Linked DNA regions of Mus musculus: regions 1, 2, 3, 4 and 6 are each linked to region 5. A link is a contact called in public promoter capture Hi-C data. All regions are on one chromosome and are shown on one strand. The core of a region is the stretch at or near the end of the contact, and the rest is flanking DNA. Distances in the headings are between cores, read along the strand shown.

What was found. Promoter capture Hi-C pulls out the DNA fragments that hold promoters and counts their contacts.
Region 1: a contact with region 5 is called in a promoter capture Hi-C map of hippocampal neurons, with 5 times the contacts expected there. The contact joins the promoter of Il17d here to the promoter of Setdb2 in region 5. A contact is called at or near these places in 3 of 39 promoter capture datasets (cranial neural crest, hippocampal neurons and pre-B cells).
Region 2: a contact with region 5 is called in a promoter capture Hi-C map of pre-B cells, with 2.7 times the contacts expected there. The contact joins the enhancer-like site here to the promoter of Setdb2 in region 5. A contact is called at or near these places in 6 of 39 promoter capture datasets (the 3T3-L1 cell line, frontonasal cranial neural crest, hippocampal neurons and 3 more).
Region 3: a promoter capture Hi-C map of hippocampal neurons shows a contact between it and region 5, with 6 times the contacts expected there. The contact joins the promoter of 1700039M10Rik here to the promoter of Setdb2 in region 5. A contact is called at or near these places in 2 of 39 promoter capture datasets (hippocampal neurons and pre-B cells), 1 of 484 Hi-C or Micro-C datasets (B cells), 3 of 115 datasets of contacts at active chromatin or transcription factors (astrocytes, cardiomyocytes and large pre-B cells) and 1 of 9 other capture datasets (adipose tissue).
Region 4: a contact with region 5 is called in a promoter capture Hi-C map of neutrophils, with 7 times the contacts expected there. The contact joins the promoter of Mipep here to the promoter of Setdb2 in region 5. A contact is called at or near these places in 2 of 39 promoter capture datasets (cranial neural crest and neutrophils), 1 of 115 datasets of contacts at active chromatin or transcription factors (microglia) and 1 of 9 other capture datasets (liver).
Region 6: a contact with region 5 is called in a promoter capture Hi-C map of pre-B cells, with 5 times the contacts expected there. The contact joins the promoter of Tnfrsf19 here to the promoter of Setdb2 in region 5.

The regions. Positions count from the first base shown.
Region 1 is chr14:57,523,319-57,526,567 of GRCm38.p6, reverse strand. It overlaps Il17d (interleukin 17D), which reads right to left and starts at 1,739. Exons shown (of 3, transcript NM_145837.3): 1 at 1,647-1,739; 2 at 969-1,264. The coding sequence starts at 1,661.
Region 2 is chr14:57,747,775-57,751,155 of GRCm38.p6, reverse strand. The region is part of intron 2 of Gm52140; the gene reads right to left. Among named protein-coding and RNA genes, the nearest start is that of Lats2, 3.3 kb to the right of the region's middle. Within about 2 kb of position 1,350, at least 18 of the 459 cell types and tissues checked have an H3K27ac peak or open chromatin away from gene starts, as enhancers often do. A contact at or near this core is called in pre-B cells, where this site is marked.
Region 3 is chr14:57,569,758-57,572,959 of GRCm38.p6, reverse strand. 1700039M10Rik (RIKEN cDNA 1700039M10 gene) reads right to left here and starts at 1,346. Exons shown (of 2, transcript NR_152103.1): 1 at 1,275-1,346; 2 at 592-1,051. Eef1akmt1 (EEF1A alpha lysine methyltransferase 1) reads left to right here and starts at 1,378. Exons shown (of 5, transcript NM_026526.3): 1 at 1,378-1,417.
Region 4 is chr14:60,783,316-60,786,427 of GRCm38.p6, reverse strand. It overlaps Mipep (mitochondrial intermediate peptidase), which reads right to left and starts at 1,862. Exons shown (of 19, transcript NM_027436.3): 1 at 1,558-1,862. The coding sequence starts at 1,740. Mipepos (a long non-coding RNA gene) reads left to right here and starts at 1,879. Exons shown (of 3, transcript XR_001781278.2): 1 at 1,879-1,955; 2 at 2,067-2,414.
Region 5 is chr14:59,439,568-59,442,800 of GRCm38.p6, reverse strand. It overlaps Setdb2 (SET domain, bifurcated 2), which reads left to right and starts at 1,921. Exons shown (of 14, transcript NM_001320720.1): 1 at 1,921-2,214. Gm45935 (predicted gene, 45935) reads left to right here and starts at 1,921. Exons shown (of 24, transcript NM_001320725.1): 1 at 1,921-2,214. Cab39l (calcium binding protein 39-like) reads right to left here and starts at 1,838. Exons shown (of 11, transcript NM_026908.4): 1 at 1,783-1,838.
Region 6 is chr14:61,044,971-61,048,121 of GRCm38.p6, reverse strand. Tnfrsf19 (tumor necrosis factor receptor superfamily, member 19) reads left to right here and starts at 1,267. Exons shown (of 10, transcript NM_013869.5): 1 at 1,267-2,007. The region is part of intron 2 of Gm41167 (a long non-coding RNA gene); the gene reads right to left.

The DNA of each region.
Region 1 (3,249 bases), core at 490-2,989, 1.9 Mb after region 5:
CACCCCCATCCTGGAAAGGCTCTCGTCCAAGGTGCCTGCCTATCTTTCTCATCTACAGGGTGGAGTGAGGGCTCCCTCATCCGAGCTACTTATGCATCCTGTCACGGGCATCTGCCCAGGCCACTGTGGCCACGCTCCACATCCCCATGCTTCCCTTGGACATGCTCTTCTTTTGACACAACACCTGGATTGGGCCATCCTCAAAATCTTGCCCATTCTCCACAAGGCCTGAATGTCACTTTCTCCTTCAAAGGGGTGTTCTCTTCCTCCCTCAACTTCAGGCTACCTCACGCTGGAAACTTTGCTTCTCATCTGAGGTTCTATCCCCATATTAGTTTCCCCAGACACTCTCTCAGAGGGCGTGCCTCTTAGCTCTCGGCGCCCCAGCACTTCTAGATTACACTCCTACAGGCCTCCTGTAAAAAAGGGTCATGTGGCCTGGTTCTTCATGGTGTATCTGGCAGAGAATTGGTATTTATTGCATAACAAATACAGAAGCAGCATTTCTTCAAAGATCGTGACAGACCTTTGTAGAAACCAATCGCTCCCAATTTAGTTATACCATCTGCCTCTCCTAGCCCCTCCCTGAGCTCTAGGACCAGTAGACACCCGCCTTACCTGGCCTGCCCCCCGTGGTTCATCCCAGTAGTTCCACCCGGCCCCACCCATCACCTCCGTCCGCTCCTCAGACCCCGCCCCTCGGGCACTACACCATCTCCATAGCACCACCCGACCGTCTTGCCACTCCCCTCCCGCTCCAGCCGATCCCACCCGATCCCCCTCACGACCCCTTCCTTCAAGCACCGTCCACCTATACCGCTCCAGTGGCAGCCGGGCCCCGCCCAGGCCCCACCCGACCCCGCCCACCACGTGCTCCGCCCCGCCCCTCGGCCCCGCCCTCCAACGGACTCCACCCTGCCCCACCCACCTGTTCTGCAGGCCCCGCCCCTCCCCTCGGGCCCGCTCACCTGTACGCCCAGGGCGACACGCTGCGCAGGTTGGTGGGTGGCCGGAAGCGGCGGTCGGCGGCCCTGCCCCCGGCCGGGCAGCTGGCATTGCGCGCCTGCTCGCGCGGCCCGAGCTGCAGCGTGTGGTGGAAGGCGCTGAGCACGCCGGCCGCCAGCCGCCCGTACAGCTGCTCCAGGAGCTCCTCCGGCCGGTCCGCGCAGTCCCGCGGCCGCGCCGGGCGCCTCCCGGTCCTCAGCGCGCCCGCCGCGCGGCCCGGCGCCAGTGCCAGCAGGAAGCCGACCGCGAGCATCCAGACCTGCGGGACAGGCCGAGCTCAGCGTCGCGGGACCCGCCCGGCGCTCCGCACACCGTGAGGCCCTCCCCGAGCATGGGCGCCGCGCGGGCCGGCCCCCGAGCGCCGTCCCCGCCCGCCCGCCGCCCGCGCGGTCCCCGGGGCCCGGCCCGCCGCCGGCCCGCGCGCCCCCGGCCCCCGCCGCCGCCGCCGCCCAGAGCCGGAGCCCGCGCGGGGGGCGGGTGCGGGGCGCGCGTGCACGTGTGCGTGTGCCTGCCGGGCTGCTGCGCGGCGGGCTGCGAGTGCCTGTGAGACGCCTCTCCGGGCCGTCCCGCCGTCCTCCCCCCGTCCCTCTGCCCCAGCCCGGCCTCGGCCATGCCTCGCCGGTACCCCCGAGGGCGCTCACCAGTGTCCCCAACATCGCGTCGCCGTGATGCTTTCCAGACTTGTTAGGAGGGGGGCTGAAGGCTCTTCTGCGAAGTAAATAAGGGCGCCGCACACGCGGGGCGTGTGGCCTGCGGGCTGGGTGTCGCCCCTACAGAAGTGGACTGGCGGTCCGCCTGGCTGGAGGAGGAGGAGGTGGTGACTGGCCTCGACGCCTCGGCACGGACCAGTGGGGCCTCGGGGATGCAGTCGAGAGGCCGACTTTGGCTCAGAGGAAACGGATTTCTCTAGACATTGAAGCGGTCCAGGAGCTGGACAGGCCACTTGGAAATGAATGAACTCCAACCTAGAAGGACTCTCCTTCTTGCGACCACTTCCTCTTCTGGGATTTCATAGTTCGAAGAATTATACAAGAGATTAAAAAACAGTTATGTTCTGTTAGGCTAGAAGGAGGCTGTTTTCCCTTAAATACTCATAAAATGACTCCATGCCTCTTATTCAGCTAAGGGCCGAGTAATAAATACCCTCCCCCACCTGACACATGCTGTAAATGGGCATCTCTTGGTCTAGTTTTACAGTGTTGGAGAACTCAATCATGGTAATTAATTGTGTGAGCAGACATGTAAAATGAGCCTAAAGTTCTGTGAATAAATTAAGGGGAATCAGCTCAAATGAAGGACTCTATTGAATCTGAAGAGAGCTTGCTCACTTACTTGTTCATTATTTAAATGCCTTGCTTACCAGGCATCCAGCTAGTGAATATGATTACTTTTGAGCATTTACGCTTTGAGAATAAAGAGAAATGGCTGAGACTAGCTGAACGCTTTTTGAAAGTGTGCAAAATATTTTTTTGACTCCCTAAAACGGCTTGCAGCTTTGGGTTTTAACCAAGTTGTAAACCAGTGGTTAACTGCGTTTCAGTTCTGCTATGCAGAAAAACACTTGCCTTCAATGTTTTAAAACTGAAATACTTTGTAGCGGCTCTACCTTTAAAAGTCCCTTCAAACCTTACAGCTTAAAACATTTTACAATTCCTAGTAAACACATTTGGGTTTATGAAACACTTTGACTCGCACATAAATTGTTAACGTTGTCTCCTTCCTAGTAAAAAAACGGGAATAAAGACATCAGCACTCAAGTACTACTAATTTTCCATTTGAAAGGTACAGCGTAGGAGTATTTTCGAGGCGAGCTTGTCATTACCAGAGTTCCACGGAACTACTCACTGTGCTAATCAACAAAGTACCTTCCAGTGTCTGACCAGTTTGTGGAAGCCTCCAGTTACTGAAAACTTAAACTGAGTAGAGCATAAGATTCATTTGTGATTAAACAGGGGAGCAAAGGCTATAAATAGGTGCAGATTAAATAAAAAGTTCCCAGATCTGAGCATTTTATGAAGATACAAACATGTTAATAATTATTCCAGACTTGAGGCTGGGGAGATGTCTCGGTGGGTAAATGGGTTGTTGTGTTCTAGGGGTGGCCCAGGTTCTATGCCTGGGTCCCAAATAAAGGTGGGAGGAGAGAACCCACTCCACAAAGCTGTCCTCTGACCTGCACATCCATCCATCTTGACCTGCATGTGCATTGTAGTGTGTGTGCTATCACACACGTGACTTTTTACA
Region 2 (3,381 bases), core at 101-2,600, 1.7 Mb after region 5:
CACCTTCTAATAGTGACATTCCCTGGGCCAAGCATGTACAAACCATCACATTTTAAAATTCTTTTTAAGAATTATTTATGTATATGAGTACACTTTAGCAAGTGGGCATCAGATCCCATTATAGATGGTTGTGAGCCACCATGTGGTTGCTGGGAATTGAACTCAAGACCTCTGGAAGAGCAGCCAGTGTTCTTAACTGCTGAGACATCTCTGCAGCCCTGTTTAGGCTTTTCTAAAAAAAAATTCTTTTCACATTTGTCTGTCGTCTGTCTGTCTGTCTGTCTGTCTGTCTCTGTGTGTGCCCAACACTGCAGTCAGTTCTCTCTATCCACCATGCAGATCCCAGGAATGAACTCGGGTTACCAGGCTTGCTGTTAGCCCCTTGCCTGCTAAGGCGTACACCAGCCCTTTTTTGCTTACTTGCTATGAGGCAGAGGATGACCTTGAATCCAGTGCCTCTTGCTTTTCTGTCCCGTGTGTTGGGGTTACTGGCCTAAGCCACCACACCGACAGCCAGACTTAATAGGAGAGAAGAAAAGGAGCCCATTGCCTAACTGAAGACAACGGAGGCGGAGGAAAAGCCAACGGAAGAGCGAAAATGTTTCCCATTTCTCCTCTACTTTCTTCTGTTTGTCAAACCATGGGGAGGGTCCTCTATCCACCAAGTAACTCTCTGCAGATAGAGTGCCCTATAAATACTTCCTGTTGTCATTGGGGTTAAGAGTCAAATTCTGCAGCTTGAAGGCTGGCCTATTTTAGATGTCATTGGTTTATAACCATCGCTAACTCCAGCCCCAGGGGATCTGTTGTCCCTCTTCAGCCTCTTTGGGCACTGCATGCACATGGTACATAGACATACTTGCAGGTAAAACACCCATACATATAGAATAAAAATAAATAAGCTGGGTATGGTGGCACATACCTTTAGCCCACGCACTGGGGAGGCAGAGGCAGGTGACTCTTTCTGAGTTTGAGGTCAGCTTGGTCTACAGAGTAAGTTTCAGGACTGCTAGGGCTACACAGAGAAACTTTGACCAGAAAAAAACAAAATAAAATAAATTTTTAAAGTTTTAAAAATGAGCTCAAGGCATCATGGAAACATATTGGCTAACTAGCAAAGGTGATATGGTTAAGTCCCAAAGCTTTGAGCTACAGTAGCCAACGATCAATAGAGAAGGAGTTCCCTGGAGCTGACTCAGATATAGATAATATTCCATTCGTGCATTTATACAGGTCTCTTGATATAGTCTAAGCTGGCCTAGGACTCTCAATCTCCCCACACCAGCATCCTGAGTGCTGAGATTGGTGGGTTTGCACCACCACACTTGAGCAGAAATGGTTCATGCTTAAACTTTGATATTTGACACAGTAAAGATGGCTTTAAAGTATATTTGATGTGCTTGTCAGTTAGGAGGTTCTTTATAGTTTCCTGTTGTGCAGGAAGCTGTAGCCTGGTTAATGAGAGACAAAACATATGGGGGAAAACCAACTGCTAATGAGATGGGTCAGTGTGGCGTGCCTCTTCCCAGGCATCCAGGCCTTCTGCCATCTGATCCTGCTCTACATTCTCATGACTGTCTAGAAAGAAAGCTTTGCAGGGAGACAGATCCGATGAGTCTCCATCACACTGGTGACAAATAAGGAAACAAGAATGTGCCTGAAGACCAGCCCCTGCTCTCCAGACACCCACGCCTTGAAGGAGACTAAGTCAATAATCAGGATTTCTGTACTCAGAAACATGAGCAAGGTGTCAGTCTTGGTGGACATTCTCTTTGGGTGGACCCCTAGACTATCCTATCTTTACTTCAGGAGCCTCACTGGAGAATTGACTCCCAGTGCTAGCAAGGTCTATGACAGCTGTCTCTGCTTTGGCTGAAACTAAGAGACAGGGCTCTTGTGTGCCTCTTTTCTTCCCTCTGTAGACATTTCTTCTTTCAGTCACAGCTGGGGGACAGCTTAGTGGCACAGTGCCTGCCTAGCTAGTACCTGCGAGGCCCTGGCTTCCATCTTCAGCCACAGAACAACAAGCTAAGAACACTATAAATGCACAGGGGTTAATTTGGCTTGTTTCTGTATTTATAAGTACATTGTAATCATGACTTCTTGCGATTACCTGAAGAGAGCCTTGTAATTCAGTGCTCCTAAGCTCTGCAGTTAGATCTACCTAGATTCAAATCTCAGCTCTTTGATCCCGGGCAAATTACTTGGCTCTCTGTACTTCAAGGTCTTCTTCTATCAGAAAGGGTTAATAACATGGTTCCTCTGAAGACTGTGTGAGACAAAGTGCACGTCTAGACCATCACTCTAGGCTACGACACGGCACACACAAATAACATATCTATCTATAGATGCTGGTTTTCTTACTAAATATGCTGCTGTGCTCACCTGGCCTTGTGTTCTCTCTCCCCTCAGCTACACACATCACGCAAATGTACTTATTTTGCTAATTTAAAAATATTTGTTGTTGGTGGCTATCCTACTATTGATGTATTGATATATCAAAAGTTATAAGACAAAAATATCACCTAGAATCACTATGACCAGATACTATACTTTAAAAATTATTATTATTTTAAAGACAGGGTCTCACTGCCTCAAAGCTGGACTAGAATTCACTATGTAGCTTCAGATAACCTTAGCCTTCTTATCCTCCTGCTGACTCTCCTGAGTGCTGGGACTATGGGAACACTCCATGATGCCTGACTTGATCGACTGTCGATCAGTTCCCTCATCAAAGCCCTATCTAAGACACTTATTTCCAATTTGTTTCTAGTCTCAGATGCGCGTATTTAAAAACATTTTAAAAATTAAAGGCATAAGTAGTGTAGCATCACCTTTGTGGCTCACAGCCACCCCCAACTCTGGTTCTGAGGGACCCGATGCCCCTTTCTGGGTTCCATTGGCACCTGGCTCACATGTGGTGCACCTACCTACATTCAAGCCAAAGACTCATACACATAAATAAATCTAAAAAAAAAAAAAAGAATGTTGACAGTTTACCTTCAGATTTTTAATAAAAGCAGCAAGCACTGTAGATTAACTTAAAACATTAGTGTTCCCTCCTCTGTCCAATTTCCATTCCTTCTAAATGGGCTATGGCTATCATGGTTGTAAATGGGCTATGGCTATCATGGTTGTAAATGGGCTATGGCTATCATGGTTGTGGTATGTAAGAGAGGTGAGTACAGAGTCCAAAGCCTGTGTTTATTTATGGAGATGGTGTCATGACATATGTACAGTTCTGCAGTTTGCTTTTGTTCACCCCACATTGGTTCTGAATTCTGTCTGTAATCATTTGTCCTTTGGCAGAAATAAAGCCGGCCTCTTTACTTAGCTTCTCTCTCTCTGCTCCTGCTGTCCAGCTGTCCTTGGCTTTTCACT
Region 3 (3,202 bases), core at 97-2,596, 1.9 Mb after region 5:
CAGTTAGTTAGTTAGTCTGTTAGTTTGTTGTTTTTATGAGACAGAGTCTTCGTATGTAGTCCTGCTCTCCATAAACTTGTGTAGTCTAAACCTTAAGCTCACAGAGAATTACCTGTCTCCCCTGACCACTAGGGACCCAGGACCACATATTTCTATCTTAAGAGATCTTCCAAGGTATTCTCTCAGCACCATTACTAAATATAAAAGAAATAATTCCTTAATTAAAATGTGGGGGGCTGGTGAGATGGCTCAGTGGGTAAGAGCACCCGACTGCTCTTTCAAAGGTCCTGAGTTCAAATCCCAGCAACCACATGGTGGCTCACAACCATCTGTAATGGGATCGGGCTTCCTCTTCTGGAGTGTCTGAAGACAGCTACAGTGTACTTACATATAATAAATAATTATTAAAAAAAAATGTGATTTGAAAGCATCTTTTGGATCCAATTTGACTGAAAAACTTTTTCACTTCAATAAAGACTAGTTTGTCTTTGATACTAATTTTATGATCTGTGAGAAACATTTAATTACAATGTATACAGGCCAGCCAGAACTACATCAAGAAACTCTTGTTGAAAAAAAACCAAAAAGGTAGAGCTTTCTTGTGTCTTCAGACACTTTAATATTTAAAAATAGCATATAATTGAATACACGAAGATAATCATTGTGGCATACATACTTAAAAGGAATGGAAGCTTTAAAAAATTAGGTGCAAAATAGTTTGCTTTAAAACAGGTTTTTTTGAGTCTTATAAGTAGATGGTTTCTTCCTTTTCAATAGTTTTTTTTTCTTGATTGCCATTTTGATAAGTTACACTTGATTTGATCTATTTGGTTTAATAGAGTAGTCATTCGTTTAGAGAAATCGAAATCAAAATGAAGTATGGGTTTCTACAGACGAAACACTACTGTATGTAGAAATTGTGACAGTTCATTATCAAGCTGCTTTTTGAGTGGCGTCAGCATCTGAGCGGTGATTTAAAGCCCTTCAGCCAGATCAGGAAATCGATAAAGAGAGAACCGAACAGCAGGAACATAGTGAAGTTTGCCTGTCCCTGGGAAAGAAAAGATTACATGTGATTTAAGAATTGCCGAATCAAAGGGAGCATTAGTTTTGATTAAGGAAAACTGTGTGCCAGCTACCATGATAGATTGGTAAAATATGTGTTCATATACTGTGAATTCAACACTGAAAGCTCTGAAAGACTAATTGGTTTGAAAGGTTTAAGACTGACTCCAAAGTACCAAACAGCCAGACTACCGCAACCTAATTAAAACCTGGGTTGTAGAAGCCGGAAGCTGACTGGGCGGGACTAGACGCTCATTGGCTCCCACCGTCTGGTCTGCACCAGCGCAAACGCGGAGGTCCCCGCCAACCCTCACCCCACCCCCGCACTGTGACGACTGCGCATGCGTCAGTGGTGAGTGGCGGCCACGGAGTGTGGCGGCGGAGGGTCAAGGGATGTTTTGGGTGGGTTCCGAACCGGGTCCATACTGACCCTTGGAGACTTTCCCAGTAGGGGCCTCGTCTCTGCGGGGTCCTTCTTCTTGGACATCTTGAGCCGGAAACAAGTCCTTAGTGGTCCGGTCGGAATGGTGCCTGGGGAAGGGATATATATGCATGGACACGAGGAAGCCTTGAGCCTTAGCATGGGGTTTGGCTGGCCGGGCTGTTCATCCAAACTTACCTTGTTGTGTGTTTGTGGCTTGCTTTCTCTGTGCAAGTTTTATCTCAGGTCATGGTGGGATTTATTATTTTGAGATGGTCTCACTGTATAGCCAGGCTGGCCTCGAACTCAGACTCATTGATCCCTCATTTTTCCCGTGTCACCACACCCAACAATCTTTCTTTAAATAATAAACAGTATTTAGGAAGTGAAGGACTTCCCTCAGGCAGAGACTTGTATGAAAATGAAAGCACACGATTTTTATACACTCGAGATGCACAGGCAGACAGATCTCTGAGTTCAAGGCCAGCCTGGTCTACAGAGAATTTTCCTGGACAGCCAAGGCTACACAAAGAAATCCTATCATTCATTCATAGGTAGATAGATAGAGCAAGTTCTAGGACAGCCAAGGCAACACAACTGTCTTGAATCAATAAGATTACTTAGAGAATATCTGCCAGGCATTGTCATCTACAGAGTTCACGCTCAGGGAACAAACAAGTTGAGAACAATGTCATTTCTAGTGACTGTGGGTGCCTGTCTCTGAGCCGCAGGTTGAGCATACTTGACAGGTCATTCTATTCGCCTACTAGTACAGCTACCCTTCCTGCAGTTTACTAACGACTCTGGAAAGAAACTTTGTTTCATTCTCTTTCTGCTGGCTTAAACTCTCTTGACCTAAATATCTTGGAGAAGGTACTTAGATACTCTGACATACAGTATTGTTAGTTTTTTGTTGTTGCTTTCGTAGATCTGATGCATGGGAATAGAAGTTTGTTTTGATTTTGGGTTTTTTTTTTGGGGGGGGGGTTGGTTTTGTTTTTTTTTGTTTTTCCAGACAAGGTTTCTCTGTGTAGCCCTGGCTGTCCTGGAACTCACTCTGTAGACCAGGCTGGCCTCGAACTCAGAACTCCACCTGCCTCTGCCTCCTGAGTGCTGGGATTAAAGGCGTGCACCACCACGCCCGACTAGAACTAGAAGATTTTTATAGAAATGAAGAATCCCTGCTGCTGCTGCCGCTGCTGACCCTTTCCCCACGGTAGTCCCATCTTCCTGTAACCCCATTTCCATTTTTCCTATCAAGGCAAGGCCTTGACTTTATTTCCCATCAGGTTCTTCCCTGTTGCCCTTAGGTGCTGAGCCACATTTCTGACATAGAGCAATAGCTGTCTTGCCATTTCTTTGTCTCTGGGGTTTCTGGACCTCTGCACTAAGGATATTTTGGACAGATCTTTGAAGTAGAGGGTTGTCCTATGAACTGTAGAAAGTTCAGAGTCATAGCTGACCTTTGTCCACTGGTTGCCAGCAATGCCCTTGATTATGATAACCAAAAATGTTTCCAGCTGTTTGCAAGTCTTTCTCCTAGAAGAAGAGTGACTCCTGGCTCTCCCATGAGAACCACTGATCTAGAATATGAGCCAGTAAACACTCCAGGTCAGTTTAATATGACACAGCCCTTTTCAGACCTGCTTAACACAATTTCACAAACCTACTTAAAAAGCAATACAAAACAGCCACACAGCGTAACACACCTCAGGA
Region 4 (3,112 bases), core at 613-3,112, 1.3 Mb before region 5:
TCTATGCATCCCAAGTCCTAAAAGCCAGGCATATGGACATACAGGCACCTATACACACAAACAAACAAAAACATAATTAAAAACAACTTGGGAAGAAGGGCTGGAGAGATGGCCCAGTGGTTACTGCTCTTGCAGAGGACCGGGGTTCTATTCCCAGCATCTTATATGGTAGTTTACCACCTGTTTACAACTTCAGTTGCAGGGGATAGAACACCCTCTTTTCGCCTGCACGGACACTGCGCATGTGGTGAATTTACATATATTTGGGCAAAACACATAAAATAAAAAAATAAAAAAAGCTTGAAAGTCAAATGTTTGTGGCATGCAACTATAATCCCAGCAGTCCTCCTACATCAAGATAGAAACAAGAAAACAGCCCAGAAGCTCAAGAACCAAATAGGAGCAGGAACGATAACCTGAGTATTCAGTCCAATAGCAAAACCAAGAGAGACTCCACCTCCAAAAGGTTGAAGGTTACAGATCCGGAAAGGCTGTCCTCTGGCCTGCGCCTTCCAGACCTGCATGCATTCACACACACACACACACACACACACACACACACTAAACAATGGTTTAAAATACAGGTGAAATCAGTTCTATTTCATCCACCCAAAACCAAGCTTATCTTTCTGCTAAAAGGCACTTCCAACACCAACTCCACTAATACCAGCATCATCGACCTTTATGGGTTTTGGAGGAAAATTTATATAATAAGAAAGAACTTTCAAATAGACAAAGTTAAACACAGAGATATGCCATGAAGTACAATGAAGCTATATCCCAGACTTGTCTTTAGAAAGCTGCCCAACAGTGAAAAGATAAAAAAATAAAAAAACACTTTTAGAACCCACCTGGGGGTTCATATATCAGATGTTTATAATTCATAACAGTAGCACAATTAGTTGTGAAATAGCAACAAAATAATCTTATGGTTTGAGGTCACCGCATCGGGAGGAACTGTATTAAAGAGTCACAGCATTAGAAGGGTTGAAAAATCATTGTTTTAGGACAAAAATCTTTCCTCAGTCTTCCTGCCTTTTCCTCATTCATTATCAAGTGTCCAACACCACCAAGGGCAGAGTAGAAATAGCCAAGCAATTCTGATGACTTCGTAGGCTATGCAATAAACTACAAAGCACGACAGGAAATCTGATTTTTCTCAGTAGGGTTCTGTAGGTGCTTTCTGTTTTACCGCCGGTTCTTAAGCAACTCAGGCTAGTCTCAAAGTCAGTTCGGAGCCCAAAGGACTGTCTTTTGTACCCTCTTGCCTCTACCTATCAAGACTGTCTTACAAGAGCCACTATGCCTAGTTTAACAGGTTGTTTCAGAGCAGCCTGAAGTGGACAATTAAGGTGTGATGGAGTTTTCAAAGCAAGAGTGTCGTTACAAAGCCAAGGGCAAATGTGAACTCTGAAGCCAGAAGGAAAAGAATGGAGCTTGAGTAGAGGAAAGGCTGAGTTGCCGCTGGGTCAGCCGCTCCGGGGTGCGCTTATCCCGGCACAGTCCCTTTTCAGCCAGACGCGGAGCCCGCGCTGCCCAGACCCACGGCACGCTCACCCGGCGCTCCCCCAACAGGTTCCATAGGTGGCTCTGGGGCTTGACGTTGAAGGCGGCGCCCACCGGGGACCAGCTAGTACTGACGTCCCGGGCGCAGCTCCGGCCTGTGCGTCCCTGCAGAGCCGCCGCGGCTCCCCGGCCGCACAGCCGGCGGGCGTACCGTGCCCCGGCCGCCAGCAGCATCCTCCGGACCCCGGCTCTGCCAGGCTCGGGAAGCGCGCGCCCCGCGTTTCCAAGGCAGCAGCCCACGCCGCGGAACTCGCAGGGCAGACCCGGACTTGAGCACGCTAACAATCGTTAGGAAGAGCGTCGCCCTCCACGCCTTCTGAGCAGCTCCAGTTTCGTAGCGCCCTCGTGTGTCTGGAGGAAGAAACGTCCTGGATTTGAGTTTGACAGTGGTACTAGGGCACAGGGAGAAGGAAGTCGGGTCAGGCATTGGAACTTTTTACAGGTGCCAGGAATGAATGTGAGAACTCAAGATGCTTTCTTGATGCTTTCTTGATTCTCAGAGGAGACTCAATGGCGGCGCGTGAAAGGATCCAGAAGAAACCACAAGCAGTCGAAATCCAAGGCACCTGTCTTCTCCAAAAGTTGTTGAAGTCACTTCCATGTCTGCATGCCCACCAGCTATGGTTGTGTATAGCCATGTGAATTAACTATTGGAGAATTATCATCTATTTTGACTTTGGAAACTATTGATACGGTCTAAGGGTTTTGGAATGATATAGTCTAGGAGTCTTGGTCAGGTTTGTTGTTTCTGCCAGCCGAAGAATTAAAAGGCAGGAAAAATCTGAAGACCAGCATGGAGCAGCAGAGAAATCTTAAGCATCGTGGACAGAATTAGGAGTAGAAGGAAGGTGAGTGAGGTGTGTGTTTCCTGCAACAGGCACACAGAAAAAGACTCTCTGCAAAGGGGACTCAGAAAGCTGGAGAGAGAGAAAAAGAGGGAGAGAGAGAGAGAGAGACTCCTCTCAGGGGCTGGGTTTATTATTATTATTATTATTATTATTATTATTATTATTATTTTAAGCCTCTGCAGAGCCTTCTGCTCCTAATTTAGGGCTGGAGAGTTTGAAGAAATCTAGGGTGGTTGGTTGGCCCAGAACTGTTGTGTGACATGTCCTGACCCAGTCTTGACTTCATTGAGCAGGTCCATCAGCAATGGGGTCTGGTGGTGGGAGAGGAAAACGGTAGGTTGAGGAAGAAGCTGGGCATCTTGGAGATTCACCACCATCATCACCTAGCCATGGTCCCCCCCCCCCTTTCTCTCTGCCTGCCCACCAGGGAGTCGATCTAACTCCCAGTGTCTCATCACGATAGTCTAAAATCTAAATCAGTACAGACAGGACTAATGTGAAATGTCCTACTGCGAAAATGAAAGGAAGGCAGAGGCTGGGAGGGAGGGCATTGGGAAATTGTGGTCGAGTGCCCGGGAAAGTAGAAATGACAGTGCAGACTTGGGAAAGCTTGGGGAAGTCTTTCTACACCCCTAGCCTTCTCCAGAGGAAGGACAGCCACACCACCGTGGTTCAGGGTGTAGGGTCCTGCCGGAAGC
Region 5 (3,233 bases), core at 672-3,171:
GGAGAAGGCAGAGAAGCTGAAGCAGTCCCTACCCCCAGGTTTGGCAGTGAAGGAGCTGAAATGAACCAGACCTCTGCATGTGACTATTAAAAACCCTGAAAAGTCAAAAAAAAAAAAAAAAAAAAAAAAGTAAAGTAAGAAAGTCAATTTTTTGTGTGTGCACTGTTTGTGTTTGGTTCTTTCTGTCACAAAATATCCCCCTCCTTTATTGTCAACTCAGCGGAATCACCAATTAACCTTGCGCACAGCTTTAATCCTAGCACTCGGGAGGCAGAGGCAGGTAGATTTCTGAGTTCGAGGCCAGCCTGGTCTACAAAGTGAGTTCCAGGACAGCCAGGGCTACACTGAGAAACCCTGTCTCGAAAAACCAAAAAAAAAAAAAAAACCAACCCACAAAGAACACACACACACACACACACACACACACAAAACAAAAAAACAAACAAACAAACAAAAAAACAAACCAATTAACCTTGAATAACTTAAGTTATTCAACCTTGAAATAAAATAAAAAGTGAAGATACTGGTGTTAAGTTTATCAAAACTGTTATAAGTGAATCACAAAATATTTGTCTCTAACAGGCTAGATTTTCAGATCTGGCAGCTTCTTTCAAATAATAAAAAAAAAAAGAATGCTTTCTACTTCCTTTTCTACTTTTTTTTCCCCAAGAGAAAACTGGAAAGAGGAAAGTACAGTGTCTTGCTCTTCCCAAACTCCAACACCCTCCTTAAATAATACCCTGTTCCATAAAGCCAGCCCGCATAGCATCGCAGACCCAGAAATGTACAAAGCTGTCATGGCTTTCTTGTTTGGTTGGTTTTGACTAGGTGCAGAAAACATATTCGACATGTGTTAAATTTAATGTGAAGCTTCACAATTTCGTTTCCAAAAGTCAACTTTAATTGCATAGATGTATTCATTTGAGTTGTATTGTTTTGGGGTTTGGTTAATTTTGATGTGTTTTTCTTTCTTTTTTTTTTTTGCAAACTTTTTTTTAAAATCAAGTTTATAATGTTAAAAATATGTAAAGAGAAATTTACAAAAAAAAAAAAAAATCAGCACCTTTGAAACTGGGGTAAGGGTGTGGCGCTCCTGTGGCAGAAAGATCCGGTCTGCCTGAGCTACATGTATACCTAGCATGAAGTGAATTTGGAGCATGACAAACACTAGTTTACTTCCCGTTTCTCCTTTTTATTTTATTTTATTTCTCTCTTTTTTTCTAACGTCATTGAATGAATGCTGGCGGCATGCTTATGAATAAAACTACTCTCACACAACCTGCTGTCCATGTATGTCAAAGGATGAACTCTCGAGAAGGGCAAAGGCTCCGCAGTTGGCCCCTGGCAATTGACAAAAAAGAAAAGTTCTCTATCGACCCGGAGGCCAGTGGTCGAGACAGCCCCCTCTCCCTTCCACGACTGGCTTTCCCGTGTTGAATCCTACAGCCAGCCTCCTTTAATCATGACAGGGGTCGGCGGTGGGAATCTTCGCGCCACAAACACTGCTGAGCAACTCTCGGAAACCAAGGGATCAGGGTTAAGACAGGAAAGCAAAGCCTGCGCCAGACTCTAATGACCAGCAAAGCCAAGCCGGGGCCACCGCCACCGCCACCACCACCACGCCTGCCTCCCAAACACAGGGAGGAGACTCCGGGCGGGCGAGAAGAATCCCCTGCTAGTTAAGTCGCCCCTTCACTCCCAACACTCCTGTCACCCCGAGGACTCTCCTTCCACACACACACTCCCAGAGCCGGAAAAGGCTCGCCGCAGCCACACACCTACCGCGGGCAGAGAGCGCTGCGCCACCACTCCAGCGAAGTGCCTCACTTGGCTGCCGAGAACCCGATTGGCCGTAGCAGTCCGCGCGAGACAAACCGAGAGAGTCGCCGACCAATCAGGAGGCCGCGCGCTCCGGCCGGCGCCGCGGGGCCGCGGAAACTGTGTGGAGCTCCCTTGGGGCTGATGTCTCCCCCGCTGAGGTGAAGCCGCCTCGGGACTGCAGACTCTGGTGCGGACAGTGCAAGGCGCGCGGGGTGCCAGGCCGCCTCAACCCGCTGTCTCAGTAGCGGGGGTGGCCGGGGCTCTCAGTCGCGTTTCCCCCACCGTCTTGCGGCGCTCACTTTCGTGGCTGGTGATTTCTGAGTAATTTGGCTATCATGGGCTGTAGACAGCGGAGCACAGACAAGATCTTCAGGACACTGGTCCATTCCACAGGTAAGGTTACACTGGCCATGAACAAATGAAATTATTTATCAGTTGAACTTGATTGGTATCTTCGGAGCGACGGACTGACTCACTACTCAACAGTCCAAGATCAATAAAGTCACTGCAGAAAGGGATATGATTGACAGATCATATGATTGGCATGTAGTAACATGGTTCTTTGCATGTTAGTGAAGAAAACCAAAGTGGAGGATTAATTTATGTTTAGTCTTAGATTTGGTAAACAGACCATTAGCTCTTCCAAATACCCTACCACATACGATAGGATAGGTTTCTATTCTTCACCAGAAGGCGTTTTGCCATTGTTGTGTTGTTTAACATACGAACACGTTAAAAATGTGCCTGACCCTGACTTACGCTCCGATTATGTCATGCCTATCAAAGAACCAACGAGATAGTGGTATCTTAGTTTTTTTAGTTTCTTTTTCCTCCAAGTAAAAAGGAAACTTAGATCTAAATGAAGTTGCCTGTATGTTTGGCCAGATGAAAGTTTGAGACTGGCAAAGAACCAAATTTAAATAAAATTCTCCTGGCAAGCTGGGAGATGGTGGCTGGGGAGGCAGAGACTAGCGGATCTCTTGAGTTCTCTCCGGATTGAGTTCCCGGAAAGCCAGGGTTACCCAGAGAAACGTTGTCTCAAAATACAAAACATACAAACAAATAAAAAGTACACTAACAGTGAAATATTAGTGTTGTCTTTGGAAGATAAGCTTTAAATTTCCTTAACTTTTTTTGGCAATTTTTTTTCTTTTGTAAATTAGCTTCCAAGCTACACTGGTGAGAGCTTTTTCTTTAGTTGCTGTTTGCTATGTGGAAGTCCAGCCTAGTAGACCAGGATGGCTTTGAGCTACTGGTCCTCCTGTCCCCACCTGCCCTTTCCTGAGGTGTCAGGCTGAGTGAGTGTACTGAGGTGGAAGTTACTAGAATCTAAGGTGGAAGGCAGCTTGGCAATGTCTCTTTGTGGCACTTGGATATCTGTAGTATTAATTTTACAGTGGAAAGGTTGCCTG
Region 6 (3,151 bases), core at 18-2,517, 1.6 Mb before region 5:
GCCCCTGATTTCATGAGTCCTTGGAGCTCAGGAGCTCTGTAGGTACAGGTGTCTTGGGATAGTATGCAAAAGCATGCCTGCTCATTTGAAGGATGTGAGGCTGGGTACATTGTTCAATTGGTGGAGTGCTTGTTTAATATGCATGAAGCCCTAAGTTCAGAAACCATAATCACATAAACTGAATGTAGCAGTGGATGTCTGTAATTCCAGCCTTTAGGAGGATCAAGAGTTCAAAGCTGTCTTTGAATAAACAGCACTTTTGAGGCCAGCTCATGACACTGGAGACCCTGTCTCGAAAAGGAAAAAGAAAACAAACAAGTACAAAGTAAGCCCCATGTGTCTCAGGGACATTTCAGAGATGGAGGGCATGAACAGGCCCTGGGGTTCAGCCTCCACCTCCCACTGGGGAAAAATACTGGAAACCAAATAGATCTATTTAAGTGTTACAATGAACTCACAAACCAAGTATTTTGCCATCAAGATTTACACAGGAATCAAAGACAGCTGGAGATAGACAGGGCATAAACTATTTTTAAATATCACACCAGGAAAAATGAGATGCAACTGATAAGAGAAGGAAGTCACAGGAAGGAAGTGGGTTCCTCTAAGGGTGCTGCAGATGATATTTTTCAGTGCCCTTCTGCAAACAGATGCAGTTCCATCATATAATGGAAATCTTTTCTCTCTCCCAGAATAAACAGCTCCATGTTCAAAAACATGCCACATTCCGACCACAGTGCTTTACCAGCCTCGTGGGTATTCTAAACAACGGACACTAAGTTCCGTTTTACAGTACAGAAAATAAGGTGGCGATTTCTCAGCTGGATCCAAACTGTGATTTGTGCTTTGCCTGGGACAGAAGCTGTGGAGTGATTGCAAGCAAATGCTTTCCTCTAAGTCACCTTTCTGTGACTTTTAGGAGTCGCTAGAGGTATCCATGATTGCAACTCAGAAGGAAGGCATCCTTTGTTGTTGTTGTTTTATTAGGACCCCAAATTTAGATTAACAAGCTTCTGACCCAGGTGTCCAGTGAGCTAGTGGCGGTATCTCTGTAAGTTGTAGTATCCACTCCTTCACTCAATGAAAGCCATACTTGACTGGCGCCACCTGTAATACTTTCACCAGGAAAAGACATTTTACTAATTCTTAAAGACTTGTCGCAGTATGTGTGTGTTGGGGTGGGGAGCCGCGCGCGTGGGGTTGGGGGTGGGGAATCAAGCTTTTTAAAACGTTTGCCTGTGACCCTGGCGGTGTAAGGCAGGTGTTCGGAGAAACGGCCTAATTAAACACTGCTGTGCCGCTCTGCTGCGTTTCGGACTACCCTGCTCTGGTAGGGACTTCGTGCTTTTTGTCACAGGCAGCGGCTTGATGCTGTCTACTGGAACCTGCAACGATCCAGGACCTTACAGGCCCGGAGCACAGAGGCCCAGAGCAGTCCTGGTGTGTCCCTCCCAGCCAAGAGACACACTGCAGGGCTGTCGCGGGCGAGGCACAGACCAACGCGACTAGAAATCAGGCTGACTGGCTTCTCCCGGCCAGCCCCACGGCACGGCATGATGTCATGGGAGCTGCCACTCAGCGAGATGAAAGGGATGCGGCGCAGCAGCGCTGGCACTAGGCAGCCCAGCTGGGGCACCGCGAGAGAGAGCTGCAGATCCAGCCGCTCAGCCCAGGCTGGGGAAGCCTGCTCTCCAGAGCTGGGGCAGAACAACGTGGCCCACGTTTAACAAAAGAACCAGACGGTAGCGAACTTTCTAGATCTGCGCGCGTAGCGAGTAAACTCAGCCTTGCCTTTGATGCGCAGCAACTGATCGGCGATCAGATTACAGGCACTCCATCTCCTAGTTCGCCTGCCTTTGATCTGCGCGGGTAATCCATTTTCCTGGATTTGAAGTTTGTCTGGGCTTGCGCCCACACACATTTTTGGGAAGGTAAAAGCGTTTGGCGCGGAAGTGCTACCAAGCTGCGGAAAGCGTGAGTCTGGAGCACAGCACTGGCGAGTAGCAGGTAGGCGTTCGTGTGTGGTTGGAACTTTCACTGCGTTTTCCTCGCATGTTCAAAGGGGGAAAAATGGCTATCAGCTCCCAGCAAGCATGCCTGAAGCCAAGTCCAGCACCAGGCTGCGTGCACGTGAAACTGAATTTGATTCTTGATGCAATTGTTTCGCGGTTTGCACAAGAGTTTGATATCTGTCATGCAAATCTTACTTGGAAGTGAGTAGTTCCAACAGGACAAAAACAGAGCCTCGCTAATGTTTGTTGCCAGCAGGGTTTCAGACGCTGGAAGCTGGGCTGGAAAACCTCCTCTTACTTTATTTAGAAACGGTGGGATTCTGTTAACACCCCCTCACTCCCACCCCACCTTCCTTTCTCTTCCCCTATCTCCCCCCACCCTACGGAGCAAAACTCCTCTCTAGCAATCCTAGCAATATTACTACTTTATTCTCCGGCCTCCGGGAGATGTGAATCTATCGCACATGTGTCCTTGCCATTCGCATTCCCAAGGGAATCTCTGCAAAGGCATTTAGGACTGAAGCCTTTCAAGTGTAAAGCGGAGGAACTCGGAAACAGGGAGCGCCAAGCTGCGTTAGGTTTGGCTAAAAATACCCAAGCCAGGCTCTGTAACCTCTGAAAATAGGAGAAGCTTTGTTTACAGAAACACTCCCGAGGTTAATATTCTTAAATTAACATTTACTCTAAATATATAGTGACAGCTGTTGTGAGTTACAATTTGCCAACTGTTTACCAAAACTATCTGGCAATCAACAGTTATTATGTTACATGAAGTATTTTAGCCACATTTTCACTTCAATTAGTGCCCTACAAAACCAAATTATACTGGGCACCCAGCTTGCCAGTTAACTGCTACTTGTGAATTCATAACTTCTACACACACACACACACACACACACACACACACACACACACGCACGCACGCACACATACACATACACACATGCATACACACAGACACAAACACACACAGAAACACACAAATACAGAGACACACACAAATACAGAGACACACAGAGACACACAAGCACACATACACACAGACACACAAAAACACAGATATACAAATACAGAGATATACACCGACACACACATGAAGACATACACTTAGATGCACACAAACACACACACATAGACAA